2 separate regions of the Sus scrofa genome follow, and region 1 is linked to region 2. The links are chromatin contacts, called in public HiChIP or PLAC-seq maps. All regions are on one chromosome and are shown on one strand. The core of a region is the stretch at or near the end of the contact, and the rest is flanking DNA. Distances in the headings are between cores, read along the strand shown. Region 1 overlaps N4BP2L1 (NEDD4-binding protein 2-like 1). Region 2 has its middle 16 kb from the start of FRY.

What was found. HiChIP or PLAC-seq counts read pairs in DNA pulled down with a chosen protein or histone mark.
Region 1: a contact with region 2 is called in an H3K27ac HiChIP or PLAC-seq map of alveolar macrophages. The contact joins two enhancer-like sites. A contact is called at or near these places in 1 of 5 promoter capture datasets (liver), 1 of 47 Hi-C or Micro-C datasets (embryonic fibroblasts) and 1 of 2 datasets of contacts at active chromatin or transcription factors (alveolar macrophages).

What each region holds. Positions count from the first base shown.
Region 1 is chr11:8,875,682-8,881,018 of Sscrofa11.1, forward strand. All of the region lies in intron 2 of N4BP2L1 (NEDD4-binding protein 2-like 1), which reads right to left. Among named protein-coding and RNA genes, the nearest start is that of N4BP2L1, 12 kb to the right of the region's middle. Within about 2 kb of position 3,095, at least 1 of the 83 cell types and tissues checked has an H3K27ac peak or open chromatin away from gene starts, as enhancers often do. A contact at or near this core is called in alveolar macrophages, where this site is marked.
Region 2 is chr11:8,499,880-8,505,948 of Sscrofa11.1, forward strand. No RefSeq gene overlaps it. Among named protein-coding and RNA genes, the nearest start is that of FRY, 16 kb to the right of the region's middle. Within about 2 kb of position 4,597, at least 11 of the 83 cell types and tissues checked have an H3K27ac peak or open chromatin away from gene starts, as enhancers often do. A contact at or near this core is called in alveolar macrophages, where this site is marked.

The DNA.
Region 1 (5,337 bases), core at 1,845-4,344, 370 kb after region 2:
AACAGAGCAGAGCAGATGTTATTTAAAATTTCCCTCTTTCCACCTGTCCTTTTTTTTTTTTTTTTTTTGTCTTTTTGTCTTTTTTAGGGCCACACCTACGGCATTTAGAGGTTCCCAGCCTAGGGGTCCAATCCAAGCTATAGCAGCTGGCCTACGCCACAGCCACAGCAACTCGGGATCCGAGCCGCATCTGCAACCTACACCACAGCTCATGGCAACGAAGGATCCTTAACCCACTGAGCAGGGCCAGGGATGGAACCCGAGTCCTCATGGATGCTAGTCAGGTTCGTTAACCCCTGAGCCACCGTGGGAACGTCTCTCTCCATTCCTTTTTTTTTTTTAATTTTCTCTCTGATAGAATATATGTTCCAGGAAGTCAGGGATTTTCATCACTTTTTTTCACCACTCTATTCTAAACATCTAGAAGAATGTCAGGTACACGAGAGGTAATCAATAAACATTCCGTAAATGTATGAATGGTTCTTGAATGTAAGACTCTGTTGCCTTGATTATGCAACTTTTTGTAGAATCCCGAACTGTGTGAGGAGGATCTTCCATTTACTCATCTTTATAGGTTGAGGATTTTATCCAAACCTCAGATTTATCCCTAAAGAGGATGGGAGAGAAGATTTTTCCTGGATGTTATTAGAAGTCTCCTTGAGGACTTTAAGCTGCGAGGCAGGAAAGAGGCTCAGTGACCCAACAACCCGAGGAGAACAGGGAGGAAGCCATGGCTATAAATACCTTGGGGCAGTCTCCCTGAGGCCTGGTGTGGCTGGACCTTCTTGGTGCTGCCAACTACGCCAAGGCTGAGCCCTATCCTTGGAGAGATGGACGTCAACCAACACCAGCCCCACAGACACTGCCAAGCCACAGCAGCTACGGGGACTCCTAGTGAAAGGTTTTCAGGCTGTCCCGCTGTTCACTCTCGCCTTTAGCCCTCGGGTGCCAGTGTGGCCCCACTGCACAGTATCTAGCAGACATTCCTTTCAGTATCTTGCACGTGAACAAGCCCTTGCAGAGAATCCCAGCAAGGCCACAGGTTTCCCCGATGTGTATGTTTTTCTGGTGGTCAATTCAGCCATGCTCAGAAGAGGAGGAGGAGTCAGAAGCACACCCACTTCAGCATCAACTTCTTTTTCGCCATGTTTTCCCAAAATGGCATCAATCAGTCCCAGACAACACAACAGTGGCCATACAGGAAAACTGTCGTTTTGAGCTCTTTTCTGACTGCTGCTTAAATGGGTAAGCTTTCTTTGATGCTTATTTTTAAATTCCTTTTTAGGGTAACTATCAGGTGAAGGAGATGACACATCAAACATTTTCGCATGTAAAACATAAAAATGGTTTTCCTATGAACTGAAGAGAAGAGAATTCTGGAGCATTTGGATTAAGTGGCTCTATTCCTCTTTTTCCCCCTTCTTGTCTCTTCTCCACAGCTTATTCACTGTTTTACATTTCTCTTTATGTGAATAATCTCCTTTTTGGTTTTGTTGTTTAGTCAAGATGCATGTTGATTCTGAGCTACCAACTCTTCAGAAACTTCTGGCATTAACAGATCTATTGGGGTTCAGTGGTAACGAACCCGACTAGTATCCATGAGGATGCGGATTCAACCTGTGGCCTCTCTCAGTGGGTTAAGGATCCAGCATTTCCATGAGCTGTGGTGTAGGTCACAGATATAGCTTGGATCATGCCTTGTGTGAGGCTGTGGTCATGGCGTAGGCTGGAAGCTAAAGCTCTGATTCTAACCCTAGCCAGGGGGACTTCCACATGCTGCAGGTGTGGCCCTAAAAAAAAAAAAAAAAAAAAAAGCAAAGCAAAGCAAAACAAAAAAACAAATCTATCAAATACTCAGGTCTACTATGTGTCAGGCCTTCTTCTAGGGGCTGAATAAAGCTCCTGATCTCAGGGTGCTTGCATCACAACTCATGAAGCTTACTTTCTTATAAAATACATAGATAACAAACAAACAAGTATCTATGAGGTGGCACTAATGCAAGGAAGGGAAGTCAAAGTACAAGCAAAGGATGGAGAATTGCTACTCTCAGTGGCAGAGAAAGCCCCTCAGACCCTGTTCTTCATCATATCCTTAAAAGGAATACTGAAATATCCCAGTTATACAAGCTCACTTCAACAGGACTCCGTAGTAGCTGTGGAAAGTGGATGAAGCTGTGTTCATCCATGAACATCCCTGGTAAGAGAAGACCACTTTGTGCACAATGAAATTCCGAGTCTCAGGATCAAATGCATGATTCTCTGATCTTAACGTTCTCACCTAAAACATAAAAACAATTAGCACCTCCACTGAAAGAGGATTTTATAGTTTGCCTTTTGCTGTGTGATCACATCTCTGAATTTAAGAGAGCTGCAGGTCAAAATAAAAAACCATCTCAGGAGTTCCCATCGTGGTGCGGCAGAAACAAATCTGACTAGGCACCATGAGGTTGTGGGTTTGATCCTGGCCTCACGCAGCAGGTTGAGGATCCGGCGTTGCCATGAGCTGTGGTTTAGGTCGCTGATGCGGCTTGGATCTGGTGTTGCTGTGGCTCTGGCACAGGCTGGCAGCTGTAGCTTTGGTTAGACCTCTAACCTGGGAACCTCCATGTGTTGTGGGTGTGGCCCTAAAAAGCAAATAGCAAAAAAAAAAAAAAAAAAATTTCATTCTTAAAAAACAAAAACCAAACAAACAAACACTCCATGTCAGGATTATTGTAAAAATCCTAAGTAAGCACATATAAAGTGCCTGCACACAGTGGACACTCAGTAATGCGGGCTTTCTTTTCTGTCTCCATACTTCCCTCCCCTTTCCCAGGGTCTTACCTTGATCAAAACAGACAGCCTTCTGCTCAAGCCATGCCTGCAACGCGACTGAGAGTCTTATGAAGGAACAATCAGACATGAGACTAATTTTTCTCTATCATGCTATTTCCTCAATCTTACAAAGCCTAGCTATCTTTAGATAACTTGGAATGATAATAAGTAACCTCTAATTGGGTTACTCTAGAGTCTGAACAGGGCTAGAACACTACCATTGAAAAGAATTCACTGAAACGCCAAAAAGGAACTAAGGCAGCTGGGTCACGTTACAAACGCCCTGTCGTGTGAGCAGATGAGGACGAGACTTTAGACACCCCTGGGAGCTCAGTGTTGACTACACTGTCTCCCTTCGCACACCATAGTCAGGATAAACATGAATGCTTATTTAAAAATCTAAATCTCATCTCTTCCCATGGCCTTAAATGGTTCCACATTAATAAAGAAAAATTAATCCTTGATAATTATCAGAAGAAACATTATCAACATTGACAAATAATAACATGTGGCTTCCTTACACTGACAGTGGAGATTCAGGTAAACTAAGTGCTCATAATGGGGCCTTTACGTGTGTTTTTCATTACCCACCAGATGGACACCAACCTCCTTATGCTTTCACCAGCTCACCCCCAGTCTTTGGCGCAGTTATTCTCCTTTTGGTGCAGAAGAAAAAGCTCTGACTAGAACTAAGGAGAATTTGTCCCTATGAGACTTGACCAAGATGTATGACTTCTTAGAACTTAATGTCTTGGGCTTGGGCTAGAAGAAGTCTCAGGGAACTTCCTGTGTATCTCCTGAGATTTTCTTATGAAAACATTCTTGCTCTTTCATTTCCTCCTCTATTTCTACTGCTTCTCTAATCATAACCACACCCATGACATAACACTGCCCCTGAAAATTCAGCAGGGCCTTCTTCCACTATTCCCACAGCTCCAGGAGCACGGGGATGCTGATTCTCTTGTGCTACTTTTCTAGGAAGTGACTGCAACATACACTGCACCGTGTCTTCTTACACTGTGAACATAACGTGGCATGTCGAGTCCTCATTTATCTCAACCTCCAGAGACAGGCACTGCAAGGACTCTGAGAGATGGGGAAAGGAGGTTCAGGACCTACCTGAGGAAAATCACTAAAAATATAAAAAGTTAGTAGCTTCTCCAAGTAGACCTAAGTGACTAAGAATCTGAGACATCACCTGCCTGATACTCTAATTTCATATACACAAACTTGGAATGCTGCAAACTTTCTATATTGACCTTGCTTTTATTTCTGAGAACCCTGGCCTCATAATTTAAAACACCATGGTCCAGGCCTGCTGGCTCACAGCACGGTGGAACGAGTATGCTCTGAGATCCAATTACTCATACTTAGCTAACCTAACTGATCCCCTCTTCTCGCTGCTTCCCGTATTTCATTCTGCTTGGTTGTAAAGTATACCTTTGTCCCCATTGCTGTCCTATCACTGCATCACATCAGGAAAGCATCTTTCACATCCTTGGAAAACTCTAGGGCCAAGAAATGAAAAGGTATTCCTCTTGATGGAAACTTCCACATCATCCAGAGACATAAATGAGGAAAAAGACAGCTGTCACTGAGCATCCTTTGAGCCTAATAAATCCTTGTTACAGACCTTTGTTGATGGTGCCAAAATGAACTAGCACATTGCAAAGGATGCCATGTGCCCTAGAGCATCGTCCCCAGACTTTGCTTTCATTGAAATGTAAAGATTTTTTAAAAATTTCAGGGACTGTCTTAAGGTGGACAATTTTTAATTCTGCAAATAAGGGAAAGAAAGGAAGGAAGGAAGGGAAAGAGAGAGAGAGGGAGAAAAAGAAAGAAAGAAAGAGAGAGGGAGGGGGAAGGAAGAAAGGAAGGGGGAGGAAGGAAGAAAGAAAATAAAGGGAGAGAGGGAGTGAAGAAGAGAAGGAAGAAAGACTACCCTCTACTATTGCCATTTCATTTCAAAAAGACAATTTAGTGGTATATCCATGTAAGGGATTCAGTAGCCCTTACATGGATAAATTAGAAAGATGGGATTAACACACAAATTAATAAGGTTCTGACACATGCCACAACATGGATGAACCCTGAAAACATTAAAGTGAAATAAGCCAGACACAAAAGGATAAAGACTGTATGATTTCACTTACATGACGTATCTGGAATATTTGAATACATACAGAAACTATATCAGAGGTTACCAGGGGCTGAAGGGAGGGGAGATGGGGAGCTGTCTAATGGATAGAGTTTCTGTTTGGTATGATTAAAAAAAAAAAAAAAAACATTTTTTTTTTAAAGATAGAGGTGACAGTTGCTTATCATGCAATTAATGCCACTGGACTAGACACTTAAAAATGGCTCGGTGGTAACAACCCAACTAGTATCCATGAGGTTGTGGGATTCCTGGCCTTACTCTGTGGGTTAAAAATCCAGCATTGCCATGAGCTGCGGTGTAGGTCTCAGACAAGGCCCAGATCTGGCTTTGGTGTAGGTCAGTAGCTGCAGCTCTGATTCAACCCC
Region 2 (6,069 bases), core at 3,347-5,846:
GCCTTCACAGCTTTTAAGTCATTGATGCTTTCTTGGAAAAGAAAGTCACAGTGAGCCGTGGTGGTCTTGCTTGGTTGAAGCTACTTCTCTGGGAACGACCAGCTGGGTAAGTGTGTCCCCATAAAATTTAGTCTTATCACTGACAAGTACTTGCAGAGTGTTTTAACATTTCATGGATAACCTCCTGAGTCTGCCTAGTTGTGTCTAAGGACTGAACATGTGGCGTTTAAGAAATTTTGTGGTAAGGGCAGCAGATTTCAAAAATTAACCTCGGGAATTCTCTCTCTCTGGAAGTTTTAGTAAATACAGGCTATTCCATACTACCATAAGATTTTTCAGTCTTTAATTTGTACGAAACAGTTCTTTCTATTGTGTCTGGATTTCTGCAGAAACCCGCTAGACAGGTGCACAGCAAAGGAATATGTCTTGCATATTGAGTGTTTTGAGAGGAATGCTGTGTAGCCGTGGCTTGTGGGCTTGTAGCCTCACCCACAAAAGTAAAGCTCGGCAAACGTTTTGGAAACTCCATGAAAACTGGCAAAGAAGTGGGTGGCTGAGATCTAGAGAAGGGGGATTTCAGGCACCTGCGTGGTATCTAGGCAGAGGCCAGTAACAAAATGTAAAGCGATCCACAGGGACGGGAAGCTTAGCAGGAAGATCTAAGACGTAATCCAGGGAACATGCTCACAGTTGAGAGGAAGGGTTACGTGAAAGACCCCAAGCAGTATTTCCATGTGAGAAGAAAAGGGCCTCAGCATGGATCTCTGGGCTGCTCTTAGCATTTAAGGGAGGGAGGGAGGAGGAAGAAGCCCTTAAAGTGAGGAGACCAAACCATCACAGAGGGAGGACAGAGGGGATGCATGCCCCAGAAACCAGATACAACCAAAGTGTCAAAAAAGACTGACCAACAGAGTCCGGTGCTGCCAAGAAGCCAAGGGAGCCGAGGAGCAGAAGGTCCCCTGGGTCTGAGCACTGGTGGTCCCTACTCACTCCCAGTGAGCTGGAAAAATGGCAGGAAGTGACAGAGTGAGAGGGATCAGGCAGGCGATTGAGAAACGGTGTGTGTGTTTAAGGAACGTGGCTGAAAAGAGAACTTCCATCAGGTGCCGCTGGAGCCCTAAAGCTGCCTTTGCCCAGCCTGATGGGCCACAGGTCCAATAAGCCGTTCTCTACCGTCATCCAATCAGTGGGCTCCTTGCAGTGTTTTAGGGGATGATGGTGGACATTTTGACAATCCAAGTCCATCCCAGTTAGACACCTGCGTGGCACCCGCTACCCCTTCCTGCTCTTCCCGAGTAGAAAAAGAGCTTCAGGAGTTCCCGTCGTGGCTCGGTGGTTAACGAATCCAACTAGGAACCATGAGGTTGCGGGTTCGATCCCTGCCCTTGCTCTGTGGGTTAAGGATCCACCGTTGCTGTGAGCTGTGGTTTAGGTCGCAGATGCGGCTTGGGTCCTGCGTTGTTGTGGCTGTGGTGTAGACTGGCAGCTAGAGCTCTGATGAGACCCCTAGCCTGGGAACCTCCATATGCCAAGGGTGTGGCCCTAGAAAAGACAAAAAAAGAAAAAGAAAAACAGCTTCGGAATGTCCTCAGAGACGCTCTCGGCCTGATGCTTGGAGGATGGCTGCGGAAGCGCTCCATCGAGAAATCTCTCCCTTAGCACGCAGAAGTGATGGGATCTGCATTCTGGCCTCCTCCCCCAACAGGCACTTGGTGGTTTGCAAAAGGGCCCAGATTTCAGGCCGTCCAGCTCTCCCGCCCCTGGAGACCTGGGTAAAGCCCTTCGAGCTGAGGTGTGGGGTCTCCATCTGTGTGACGAGTGGATTTCATTCCGGGCGGGTGAGACCCTCGCCCCGCCCCCTGCCCAGGTTCTGCCGATCTTGCTTCCATCTTCAGAGCTGCCTTTTGTGTTCCCTTCCCCGCTGCTCCTGTGCTCTGCCTCTTCTACACACAAAGTGTTGTAGTTTCGGGGCTACAACACACAGCTAGGATGGAGCCCCCTCTACAACCGATGCGCTTGGAAAGTGTAGCGGGAAATAAGAAATCCACCAAGAAAATGGGGACTGTGCTTCCAGCTTCCTTCGCCCTCGGCTTTTCGCCTCCTGGGGCTGCCAGCTGACCCTTCTTCTTGGCCAAAATGAGAGTTCGTTCAAACATATCTGGGAGCCCAAAAATGATGGACAGCTTCCGCGTGGAGCAGATGGAAGGCCCCGAGCAGCCGGGGTAAATCACCAACACGCTCGGGCCCCTCCATTGATGAGACTATTGGCTCATCCATTCATTGACCCCAACAGCTGTTCCTTCCGTGATCACCCACCGAGTGCCTCCTCCGAGCTGTGGACGGGGCTCACGGGGGGGGCCCCGGTGATGAACGTGGGATCTGCCCTCGTGGAGTCGAGAGTCCAAAGAGGGAGGGAAGCGTGTTGGAAAGTGACCCAATAAATGCACAACTATGAATGGTGATAAGGGCTATTTTTTAAAAAATAAAAGTAGCGGTGAGGAATCATAACAGTGGGTCTGGGTGGAGACCCGGATGTCAGGGGAAGGCTTCTCTGGAGAAGTAATGCCTGGACCAGTGGGAGGATGGACAGGATTTAGCCAGACAAAAGGAACAGAGGATGCATGTAGGCCACTGTGGACCAGCCCTGCTTAGACCTTGAAGGGAGGAGGGCGAGGTGGCCAGAGAATCGGGGCGGGGGGGCGGGGGAGGACTGGAGATGAGGCGGGGCCAACCTGCAAGACCAGGAGAGTTTGAGAAGGAGGGAGGGGGTCAGGGCAGCAGATGCTGCTGAGATGCCATTTAAATAAAAGACGGAGGAGTTCCCGTCGTGGCGCAGTGGTTAACGAATCTGACTACGAACCATGAGGTTGCGGGTTCAGTCCCTGCCCTTGCTCAGTGGGTTAAGGATCCAGCGTTGCCGTGAGCTGTGGTGTAGGTTGCAGACGCGGCTCGGATCCCGCATTGCTGTGGCTCTGGTGTAGGCCGGTGGCTACAGCTCCGATTCGACCCCTAGCCTGGGAACCTCCATATGCCGCGGGAGCGGCCCAAGAAATAGCAAAAAGACCAAAATAAATAAATAAATAAATAAATAAAAGACGGAGAAGTGCCCATGGGCTCCTTGGAGGCTCCTGGCACCTCAGTGGGAGAGCGGCAGAAGACAGCCTGGAACTGGCCGAAGGGGAGGCAGGAGGCGGAGGGGGGAGAGGAGTGAGGGCAGCTGGGCTGAGACGGGGAGCAACGATGCTAAGGTAGAAAATGGTAGGAAATGTGGGCTCAAAAGGAGGGTTTTTGTACTGTCTGTGGTTTGCTTGTTAGAGGAAAGTCATTCAACATTTGAATAAAGACAGGAGGGAGCTCCCACTGTGGCTCAGTAGGTTATAAACCTGACTACTACCCATGAGGATGCGGGTTCCATCCCTGGCCTCGCTCAGTGGATGAAGGATCCCGTGTTGCTGTGTCTGTGACGTAGGCCAGCAGCGGCAGCTCCCATTTGACCCCCTAGCCTAGGAACTTCCTAAAAGAAAAAGAAAAAAAGAAGAAAATGGGAAAGGCTTCACAGAAAGAAAAAGGCTGAGAGAGCAGGGGAGTGAGGGCCCAGCAGCAAGGCGAGAAGGGGTCAGAAGAGGCAGTTCCTCCATCTAACAGGAGACGGGGGCTTTGGGGATTTGGTGGCAGAAAAACAGGAGCAAAGTCATCCCCGAGAAGGGGGCGGCAGGAAGCAAGAAAGGCCAGCTGCAGAAAGGGGAGCCCCGCTTCCCTGGCTCTCGAACCCACGGGCAGGACTTTCTTTTCTGCCGATCCCCTATCCACCCATCCCGTTCTCAAGAGTATTTAGAGTGTCTGGCTTTCATTTCCTGTGGTTTTCTGAAGCCAAATGACACCACTTTGAGACATTTCCTTACAAATCTTGAATATTCTGCCATGGGAAACGTGCCTTTTGCCCTGGTAAGTTTTCTTCCCAGTTTTGTTTCGAATTCATTTCACGACCCTCCTTCCTCCACGTTCTTATTTGACCCTTTGAGCTGCCGATAGCCTTCGGCCTTGTTGTTTGAAAAGCCCACAATTGCGTGTCTGTCTTTTCTGGTGGTTTTTGTAACTACATCTCACAGTTCCGTGGCCTTCCATTCCAGTTTTATAGAACACTTTGTGAAGGTGGACTCTTTCATGCAAACCCACTGGCAAAAATACCCCAATACTTTGCCTTGTGTATTTTGCCCCCCGCCCCCAATGATTAAGAACTTCCAGCCAACATTTGTGGCAGTGACTCAAATGTCTGCTAGATCTTGCCTTTCCTCTTCCTGTCCTGTTAGATCAGGTCCTGCTGCTTTCACCTCTGGGCTTCGCATTTGTGTAGTTCTTGCTCTGGGTCCTGTACTCATACTCTCCAGATCCATCTCTTTGCTCCAGACAGCCAGCCTCTTAATTTTTCTTGCAATGGCAATCTGAAGCAGGGGAGCCCCCTCAGAGGTCCAGCTCATCTCGTTGGGGTTCACAAGTCCATCCCAAATAGCTTTAGCAACGATGAAGGCTGGGGAAGGGAACGCACCCTTGGTGAGCCTTTCCCTGCTACGGGCATTCTCTATGCTCCAGGAACCCTTAGAGTAAACCTGGTGTGCTGGTCCCAGTTCACAGACAAATCTCAGATTCAGTGACTTCTTGAGAACTATTTCAGGGCCAGGACTGGAAAGAGTCCTTCTTCCCTGTCTAAAGCTCAAGAGGGCTGAAGGTTATCGCTGTGCATCTCTGGGCACTGGTGAAGTAGAGGCCTCAGTTAAGGGCTTGGGTCTTCACTTGCTTCAAACATTGAACCCCCTGCAATGTATCCTCAATTCCAGACAGACATCGCCTTCACCACTAGGTGGCGATGTAGCAGCACCACCAGTGATCACCATGCAAGTAGAAAAATAGACCCAAGAACAAGCCTTTTGGAGCTAGGGCATTCCAATTCCCCCCCCCCCTTTAAATAATTTCTTGAAACAACGTTAGTATTACATAAAGTTAGTCATTTTAAAGTGACATTCACAATGGCGTGCAACCATCACCTCCATCTAGTTCCAAAACATTCCCATTGCTCCAGAGTAAAATCCTTAACCATTAAGGGAGTAAAATCTCCCCACTCTGGCAACAGCCGATCTGCATCTTGTATTTTTATGGATTTACATATTCTGATGTTTCTTAAAAAGAGAGTCATACTGGAGTTCCCATCGTGGCGCAGTGGTTAACGAATCCGACTAGGAACCATGAGGTTGTGGGTTCGATCCTTGGCCTTGCTCAGTGGGTTAGGATCTGGCGTTGCCGTGAGCTGTGGTGTAGGTTGCAGACGCGGCTCGGATCCCGCGTTGCTGTGGCTCTGGTGTAGGCCAGTGGCTACGGCTCCGATTAGACCCCTAGCCTGGGAATCTCCATATGCCGCAGGAGCAGCCTAAGAAATAGCAAAAAGACAAAAAAAAAAGAGAGAGTCATACAATATGGGACCTTTATGTCTGGCTTCCTTCTCTTAGTATAGGCTTATCCATGTAGCGTGTCTCTGTACTTCAGTTCTTTTTATGGCTGGATAATATTCCAGTGTATGAATAGACCATAATTTGTTCATTCCTTCAACCATTGATGGACATTTGAGCTGTGCCATCTTTTGGCTGTTGGGAGTAGTGCTTCTATGAACATGGATGTACATACCTTTGTTTGAGTTCCTGTTTTCAGTTCTTTGTGGGTGTATACATAAAGTGGGTCATTTGGTAATTCTGTGTTTAACTTTTGGAGGATCTGTTAAATGTTTCCACAGCAGCTGAGCCCATTTGCAGTCTCACCAGCAGGGTATAGGATTTTCACATTTTTTTTGACTGTTGACGCACAATGAGAAAAATACTTTACATTGCAACACATTATTCACGTATGTATGTATTTGTGTAACATATATGTCTACATCGTATCTGTTTATATATTTACATAAAACAGAAGTTTGATGAGACAGCGCTCAGCCTTAATACGGCACAGTATACTCGGATGCAACCTTCCTGTTCTATTTTATTAGTTTTGATCCACCAAATGCGTTCCACAACACAGAGCCAA